3 separate regions of the Sus scrofa genome follow, and all the other regions are linked to region 1. Evidence: chromatin contacts called from public HiChIP or PLAC-seq data. All regions are on one chromosome and are shown on one strand. The core of a region is the stretch at or near the end of the contact, and the rest is flanking DNA. Distances in the headings are between cores, read along the strand shown.

Evidence for each region. HiChIP or PLAC-seq counts read pairs in DNA pulled down with a chosen protein or histone mark.
Region 2: an H3K27ac HiChIP or PLAC-seq map of alveolar macrophages shows a contact between it and region 1. The contact joins two enhancer-like sites. A contact is called at or near these places in 3 of 47 Hi-C or Micro-C datasets (alveolar macrophages, blood and fibroblasts) and 1 of 2 datasets of contacts at active chromatin or transcription factors (alveolar macrophages).
Region 3: an H3K27ac HiChIP or PLAC-seq map of alveolar macrophages shows a contact between it and region 1. The contact joins two enhancer-like sites. A contact is called at or near these places in 2 of 47 Hi-C or Micro-C datasets (alveolar macrophages and embryonic fibroblasts) and 1 of 2 datasets of contacts at active chromatin or transcription factors (alveolar macrophages).

What each region holds. Positions count from the first base shown.
Region 1 is chr13:179,619,465-179,622,228 of Sscrofa11.1, reverse strand. No RefSeq gene overlaps it. Among named protein-coding and RNA genes, the nearest start is that of SAMSN1, 110 kb to the right of the region's middle. Within about 2 kb of position 1,343, at least 5 of the 83 cell types and tissues checked have an H3K27ac peak or open chromatin away from gene starts, as enhancers often do. A contact at or near this core is called in alveolar macrophages, where this site is marked.
Region 2 is chr13:179,391,085-179,393,848 of Sscrofa11.1, reverse strand. All of the region lies in intron 1 of LOC102161811 (a long non-coding RNA gene), which reads right to left. Among named protein-coding and RNA genes, the nearest start is that of HSPA13, 71 kb to the right of the region's middle. Within about 2 kb of position 1,423, at least 16 of the 83 cell types and tissues checked have an H3K27ac peak or open chromatin away from gene starts, as enhancers often do. A contact at or near this core is called in alveolar macrophages, where this site is marked.
Region 3 is chr13:179,463,670-179,466,433 of Sscrofa11.1, reverse strand. All of the region lies in intron 1 of SAMSN1 (SAM domain-containing protein SAMSN-1), which reads left to right. The region is part of intron 3 of LOC102161811 (a long non-coding RNA gene); the gene reads right to left. Among named protein-coding and RNA genes, the nearest start is that of SAMSN1, 44 kb to the left of the region's middle. Within about 2 kb of position 1,378, at least 6 of the 83 cell types and tissues checked have an H3K27ac peak or open chromatin away from gene starts, as enhancers often do. A contact at or near this core is called in alveolar macrophages, where this site is marked.

The DNA.
Region 1 (2,764 bases), core at 94-2,593:
GGCACTTTAATCTGTGATGGGGAATTTGAGATTTTCATGGCATTCCAATGCCTAATATATTTAAATTGGAAATTAACAAAGAATGACTTGAGAAAAAGAAGTCTTTGAAATGTTCAAAAATAATTTTTTAGATTTTCCTAGATGTCGTTCATGTTGATTTTAATGTCTATTTCATATATATACTATTTTTATTTAAATCATGTCTATAATTCTAATTAACCTTTAGATTTTCAATTAAAATGGAGTGAAGATGATCATTTTCAATGAATATCTAAAATATAATGAAGTTTTTTGAATATTTTACAGATTAAGAATTATAGATTTTTTGTCTTCAGTAATTTAATATTCTACTATGCTTTATTTAACTTAGTGATGTCAGAATTCTTTTTCACTTTGACTCTAATAAGTATTAAAAGTCTTTAAGCCCTAAGATGATACTAGTGACAACAGTAATAAGCAGTTAATTTTGTATGAAATGCTTGACCTAGTTTGTAGATATATGTACAAAAATAAATTACAGGAGTAAACTATGAATACTCCTAGCTATTCAAGAGGTATCAAACACTCTGTAAATTTAAATATTCTTATTATTTATTTGAAAAAAGAATACAGCTTTTTGTTAACAAAGGACCAATAAATCTAAATATTAGGCCATATGAATCCACAAAATGAAGTCAACTGATAGGTAGAGCCCATTTCTTTTCTTTAAAATTTTTTTCTTTTTTCTTTTTTTTTTTCTTTTTACATTCACACCTGAAGCATATGGAAGTTGCCCAGCCAGAGACTGAATCTGAGCTGCAGCTGGGGCCTAGGCAACATTGGCTCCAAGCCACATCTGCAACCTATACAGCAACTTAAGCCAAAGCAGATCCTTAACCCACCGAGCAAGGCCATGGATCAAGACCCACATGTGCACAGAGACACCATCAGGGCCTTAACCAGCCAACCCACAACCAGAATTCCCATCTCTTATTTATACACCCTCTTTACCTATTTAGCTTCTAATCATCCTTCAGGTTTTTAGTTTAGCTATTAAACTTCTTCCCATTCCTTGCTTATCCCTCGCAGAATACTTCTCATCTTCAGTTGTAACTGCAGCTTCAGAACACCTTTAAAAGGAAATATACCTTGTTTACTACTGTATCTCTGGGCCTCCTACAGGCCATGGTAATTGTTGCTATTTAAATAGTTATTGGGTAATTAGGACATTTCAGCTTTTCTGACAGATGGTAAACTTCTTGAGGACAGGTATTCCATTCCTAGGACTGAGCACCTCATAAGAGGCACTGCCTAAATATTCTGGAAATAATGAAAAAATATGAGGGAAAGTCAACAGTGGCATCCCCCAGGGGGTGCTAAAGCCCTAAGTCTTGTTTACTTATGCCTTCAACCAGAGTAAAATCGTTCTAGACTGTTTCAGCTTAAGTAAACAAACATTTATTGAGTGTTTTGGGTTTCCTTAGAATTGCAAAGATAACCAAGCCTCAGTTCTTGCTCTAGAGAATTTTAGAAGCTAGTATAGCAACTCGTTCAGCAGAAAGACTATGTCAAGAGTGTAGACTTAAGACAAAGCATCTGGTCTTTTAGACACAGTAACTTCAGGGATACTTCACTTCAAGGGTGTTACAACTGCCCCAATCCCCCCACAGACTGCCTTGGAACATTTGCAATCATACCTTGGGATCTGGGATTCTCTCCTTATTAAGAATTCTGCTGAAGCTTGGGACATTTTCCCACCAAAGAACAGCTTGAGTTTATGTAAAAGCCAAAAGCTCTCTGGAAGCAACTTTCTATTCCTTCCTAGATGCTTTCATGATTGGCCAGAACTAAATGGCATAAAAGTCCCATCCTTCTTAATCCTCTAAGACAAGTTATATGTCATTTGATGTTCAGTAGATGCATTTGAATTAATAGTCACAGGCATTTGGCCATATGCCTAGAAATTTGGGCACAACCAGAGGTGCTTGTGGGGAAAATGACCTCTCCCTGGCCATGGCTTCTAATTGCAAATGTCTGCAATAACATAATCTGAACATAGGTCAAGGCACTGCTGGGTGAAGTGTTTCATAGGACAAATGGATATTTTTGTTTTTCCTGGCAGTGATCAAAGCCTTGGAGTTGTACCTAACTAGAAAGTATGATTTTTGAGGGACTAAGCCTTGTGTTTATCACTTAAAAAACCACACACATATCACTTGTGCCCTAAAACTGAGTTGGAATCTGTAATTTTTCTGGGCAAGAAACTAGACTGCCAACTTATTTTAACTGCTAGAAACTTTACAACAGAGTTCTCTTTTTTAAATGTTAAATTTGGAATTAGATCAGTAGAGTGGTAATTCTGAGTAGGAATTGCTTGGCAAACTCTCTTGTGTCTCACGGAAAATTTGTATCTTAATATTAGCTTTTGGCTAATGTATATTCTATGAGTAAGCTATAAGCTCTCTTTTAGTAAGGACCCCTACCGAAAGGTAGAAATGGCCAGGGGAGGGTCCAATTTTTATGTACTCCTTAGCTGCTATATGCAATATAACCTGGAGAGATCAAGTAATAAAAGATTAGGAAAGAGGAAGAGGTTAATACATAATGTTACCTTCTGCAAGAAACAGGATATCTTGCCTTTTTAAAAAAATCATGCAAAGCACCAACACAGGTGTTTCTAAATAATGGCTAGTTCAACAAAGGAAGTGTTCTTTTAATAGCGAGAGCCATATTTTTGTGTTATGCTGGCTCACCACACATTTAAAATTGACATACATTGGAGCAC
Region 2 (2,764 bases), core at 174-2,673, 230 kb after region 1:
GATGTTCCCAGGCTAGGGATGCAATCAAGTTTCAGCTGCTGGCCTACACCACAGCCACAGCAATACCAAATTTGAGCCACATCTGTGAGCAAGGCCGGGATCAAACCTGCATCCTCACAGAAACTATGTCAGGTTCTTAACCCACTGAGCCACAATAGGAAGGTGGGGGGAGGGGTATGGTGTCGAGGCCCACGACAGACAGCAGTTAATCCCTGCAGGTGGTTAATCTATGCAGGCAGTTGTTTTCTGCAGGCCATTGCTTCCTGCTGCTCAACTTGAGGCATCCACATTCTGAGAGCAGGTGTGCCGGGCCATCCCCAGTTCCTCAGCATGTCTCCAAGGTGGACAGCCACATTCGGGGGGGGGGGGGGGGGGGCGGTGTCACCATCCTCCTGGGAACCTATCATTCCAGCCTTTTGTTACATGGGATAGGGGCAATGGTCCTCTCTTCTGTAGCTATTTCCTGAGTACTGAGTGTCTATCTTCCCCATGAGGTTGACTGAATAACAAAAGTCAGTGTGTAACATAAGAGAAGAAAATAGGTGCACTGAGGTATAATGTCCCTGGTCCTGATAACAGCCCAGTTCCTTGTCCTGTGAAGCACATCTTTCTTAAATGTGGGACTCAATTCTTTTTCATACTTGTATCCAGAGAGTTCTGACTGTTAAAACTATGCTTATCAACTGGGACCTGAAAAATCAGCTTAATTCTTTTCTTTGCACCTAAATATACACATTCCTTAGGTAGTTAGAGGGAAAGAGCTCAAGTGAATTCTCTCTTTTGCCTAGACACTTATCCTCTGACAGCTGCTTTCACATCTTAGAATTGGCCTCTAGTCCTTCTTTAGAGGGCACAGAAAACGTTGTGTAGGGAGCAGTGTGGAACTAAAAGGACTAGAATCTCGAACTGGGGGATTTCACCAGTGTTTCCTGTCTTACTCTAGGCCACTTACAGCACAAAGTTTTATGGATATGGAAAAAAAAACACAGCATCCCTCCTGACATTTATATTTTTAGTAGAAAAGGCTAACATTAATTATCTGTTTCCCCACTTCTAGAAACTGCTGAAATCCTATTGCTGACAGTGTCAGCCTGGGTTTATAGCATCCTGCTCTCCTGGAAGACAGAAGGAATGTCCAATGCATAATACTACCAAGGGGACATAAGCTAATGAAGAAAAAATGATTTATCGATATTTGTGTGCAATACACTGAAGCAAAGAGAGTCTGCATTAGCTCCAAGTATAAACTATTTTGTAGAGAGAGCATTTCTGAATCCACTTCGTCATTCTTGATTTAGCAAATGTGAGCTTTTCTTTTTTCTCAGCTAACAGCCAAAATAATTAACACAGAGTTTACATGAACTGAGAAAGTGCTGTGTTGAGAAAAAAAAGAGAAGTTGTACAAACCCTGTGGCCAAGCAGTTTGCTGCCAGAAATAGAGCTGAGAACATCAGCCTGATTGGAAATGCTGCCATGTGGAGTAAAGGTGCCTGAGTCTTAGAAATCAACTCAACATTTTCCACATTCACACCCCATGCGAGGTTCTCTGAGTATCCCATCAGGAAGGGTAAGGCTGATAGAGCCAGCGTTTGGTTAAAAACCTCAGACGAAAGAAATTAGTTATTTAAGTCAACATGAAGGGGTACCTTAACATAGAGATCGATTTAAAGTGCTGCATTTTACACTGCCCATTCTAAATTCATAATAAAACTAAATATTTTAAGCTTGCTTTACTTCTACAGACCTATAAGATCACATGGTTCCTCCTTCTTCTCTTAAATGGCAGAGGATGAGGAAGCTCATAAAGGTTAAGTGTGGGTTCAATTTAAGCAGCTAGTGAAGAGCAGACGAGAGCATCAAATCTAGTCCTAGTCCTCCTGGCTCCTAATTAGTGCTCCCTTCACCACACTGTACAGCAGGTAAAGTCGGTAAGAGTCCCAGCATGATAATGGGAATAATGTCACAAAGGACGAGACTGGTAGTCTCCAGGGAATATCAGCTTCCCACTTGTTAGAAGGCAATTTGTCTTTTTCACAGAGTCAATGACAGCCTGCTTTTTGAAAGCAATTCAAAGGTGCAAATATGTGAACTTCGTGCAAAGTGCTAAGGCAAGTGTATTGCCTACGCAATAAAAAGATATGGCACAGGTAAAATTGGGCGATTTTATGTACAAATGTTATCCTCTGGAGTCTAAATATCTAAATGATCCTTAAGGGAAAAAAAATCAGTCTTCTTGTCACCACAATTGAGCTGCAACTCCATTATAGAATCAATACTCCTGCTAGCAAATATCCCTTCTGAAACAGCACTGCTACACAAATTAAGAGTTTGGGGCAGGGGGAGGGGTAATTCTGGGAAACTTAGGGAAAATAATGACCTCAAAACTGAATTTATTTAATAGACAGAGCTGGGGCTGGGTGGATTGTGGTATGGCTGAAGAGGGTGGGCATAACTTACATTATGATGAAATTTTTAATAAAAGCAGGACAAAGACATTTTGGTTTCAAGACAGAAGGTACAGTGATCAAATGGATCTTTTCTCCAAATAAAGAGTATTATGCTACATCTTCATGGTCAACAGTGCTCCATTCGTAGGTGTCCCTCGTCTCAAAAACCAATTTGGCTTATCTGTTTTTTCCTCCTCACACTTATCTCAAAAGCTGTAACAGATTCAGGAAAATAGATGACCCAGTCACAAATGCTCACTTCTCTGGGGACCTGTCTTTAAATTGACCTTGAGCTTTGAAAAAAAAAAGAGCATTTA
Region 3 (2,764 bases), core at 129-2,628, 160 kb after region 1:
TAGAGCAGCTATAAAAGTGGGTTCCCTAGGGAAAATCTTGGGGATTTTAAGGAAGGGTGGTATAATGAAGCAATTCCAGGGGGAGCAAGAGGGACCATTTAGTATGTTTGTTTATGTTAGAAAAAGAGAAAGAAGGATCAGAAAGTGTGTATTATAGCAATAATACATGGGTGAGTAAGATCCGCTGAGGTTTTAAAATAGGAAAAATAAGAAGTTGAGAAGTTCAAGATAGCCTGATTGTGGTCACATTCCAAAAAAGCTTTGCATTTCCTTTTTATTCTGTAGTATTTTGTAAGAGTTTGGAATATCAAGTGACTGAACTTTTGTCACACTATGCTTTTTACCTAAAAAAATATATGTATATTTAAGACATATCAATATTATTCATTTTAGGATTTTTTTCCAGCTAAAATAAACATCTTAATTTCTATTCAACTTGTAAAAGTGCAGCATGACTTATAGTCGAAGGATGCAATGTCAGTCATGAGATATGGTAATAAAATGCACAGGTGTAATGGAGAATTCTAAATATTTGAGTATTTTTTATTCATAAAACTTGTTTCTGCTACATTAAATGGGCTGATATGAATAACCACTTTTGTAGGTATGGCTCATTCTGCTTGATTTTTTTCTAGTTCTAGTATCTTTCCTTTAGGTAATTTTCTTTGAGGTGGTTTCAATTTGCAGAAAACAGCTCTTGGCACATCAGCTTCTGAGAGTAAAGCTTTAGCATGGAAATTTTTGACACTTTAAAACACTATGGTGGAGGAGTCAGAATCTGCACTTCCTTTAGATACACTGCAGTTAACAGGAAAGACACCGAACAAGAGAGATCAAGTGGACCAACTTTTGTTCTAAGAGCCCAGCTCTTAAAAAAAATAAAATAAAATAAAAAAATAAATTTAGAGCATTGATATATATTTGCACACTGAATTGCCTTTAAACCCAAGGTTAAAATGTTAGTGTTGAAGACCGTGTTTCACAGCTCTAGTTGTCTTTCAGCCTTCAACCCCCTGATGCCCAACAACTGTCTTCCACTGGCACCACATGATACTGTAATTATTTAACACTGAGGCAATTCTAACAAGTTATTTTAAGTGAGTTAAATTTGTTTCACACTCTTCAAAAGATCTCAGCACCTGAGTGAGAACAATTAAATCCTCGAAATGCCTTTAGATAATGGCTGACAAGCTTATTGAGGTATAGCATACTATTATTATAGAATATTCATACAATCGTGTGCTGAAGCAGAATTCCAAACTTCAAGAGCATATTTTCAACAAATGCTCTATGTGCAATATTTAGATGATGTGAGAACTCATTGGCAGAGTGTGTGTAATTTTTAATTTGCCAGCATATTTCAAAATACTGCGGATGTCTGACTCACGTATGCAAATTTTTTCTTTGAAATAGACTGTGGAACATTTCCACCAGTGCCTTACCCAAATATTAAGTCATGCTGGAGATAAAGATTCTACTTGAAGATCCCAGAAGTTGGTTGATGGTTAACAAATGAAAATAAGGGTCTGGGGTCTTTTTTTTGTTTTGGTCAAAAGGTTGATTTACATTTCCAAAAAGAGACTCCTGATTCCTCTTTCATGTTGATAAATTTAGTATTGCCCTTGTTTTAAGAAACCTACTCAGTTATATTCTTTCTATCAAGTTAACTTTTCATAACTTCTATCCCTCTCAGGTAGCAAGTTTCTTTGAAAATGGAAAACAGGGTCAAAACTTTATAATGGAATGGCATAGTGAATGCTACAACAGAGTGGAGAATTGAGAAAAAAAAAAGGAATTTTTTATAAGTTCTGGGTCCTATAACAGTTTCCTCATTGAGAAGAACTACATGATTTCCAAGAACACTGATAGCTTTATATAATGAAGTGACATTCTATAATAATTTGAATTGTTATAAAAAAAATAGAGAAGAAATGTACCAAAAAAATGAACCCTTTATTAAGTTATTTTGTATTATTCATTGCATTGTATAGGGACGCACACATATAAATGGGTTCAAACACCCCAAATGTCACTTATTCAGCCCTATTTTTGTGGAAGCCAAGTAGACTATGTGGAAGAGAGTAATCTGCATCATGTAATCAGATAGTCTTCAACTAAGAGGGGGAATTGGATGAAGATGGTGTAAAGGTACAAACTTTCAAATATAAGGTAAACAAACACTAGGGATGTAACGTCAACATGATACATATAATTAACACTGCTGTATGTCTTCAAAGGCAATTCAGTAACATACATTTATAACAGAGCATTAATTTTACCAAAATAAATTTAGAAAACAAAATTTTATTTTCTCCTTAAATATGTCCATATCTCTAACAACTATGACCTAAGTGATGTTAGTGATATCCTTACAAATTGGTTCCTTAGAAAGTTATATAACCATTCACTTTTTTTGATATACTATTTTTTAGAGCAATTTTAGGTTCACAACAAAACTGAAAGCACAACTTTCATATATAACATAGAACAGTGTTAATTTTACATATCATGTTGTATATTGCATCGCTAGTGCTTCTTTATCTTGTAACTAGAAGTGTGTACCTTTTCACTACCTTCATCCATTTGGATTAGTGTTCTTGTTTTCTTTGGATAAATATCCAGGAGTGAAATTGCTGGACTGTATGGTAGTTTTATTTTGAAATAAATATTTTGAGGAAGCTCCATACTATTTTCCATAGTGGCTGCACCATTTACATTCCCACTAACAGTACACAAAGATTCCCTTTTCTCCATGTCCTCACCA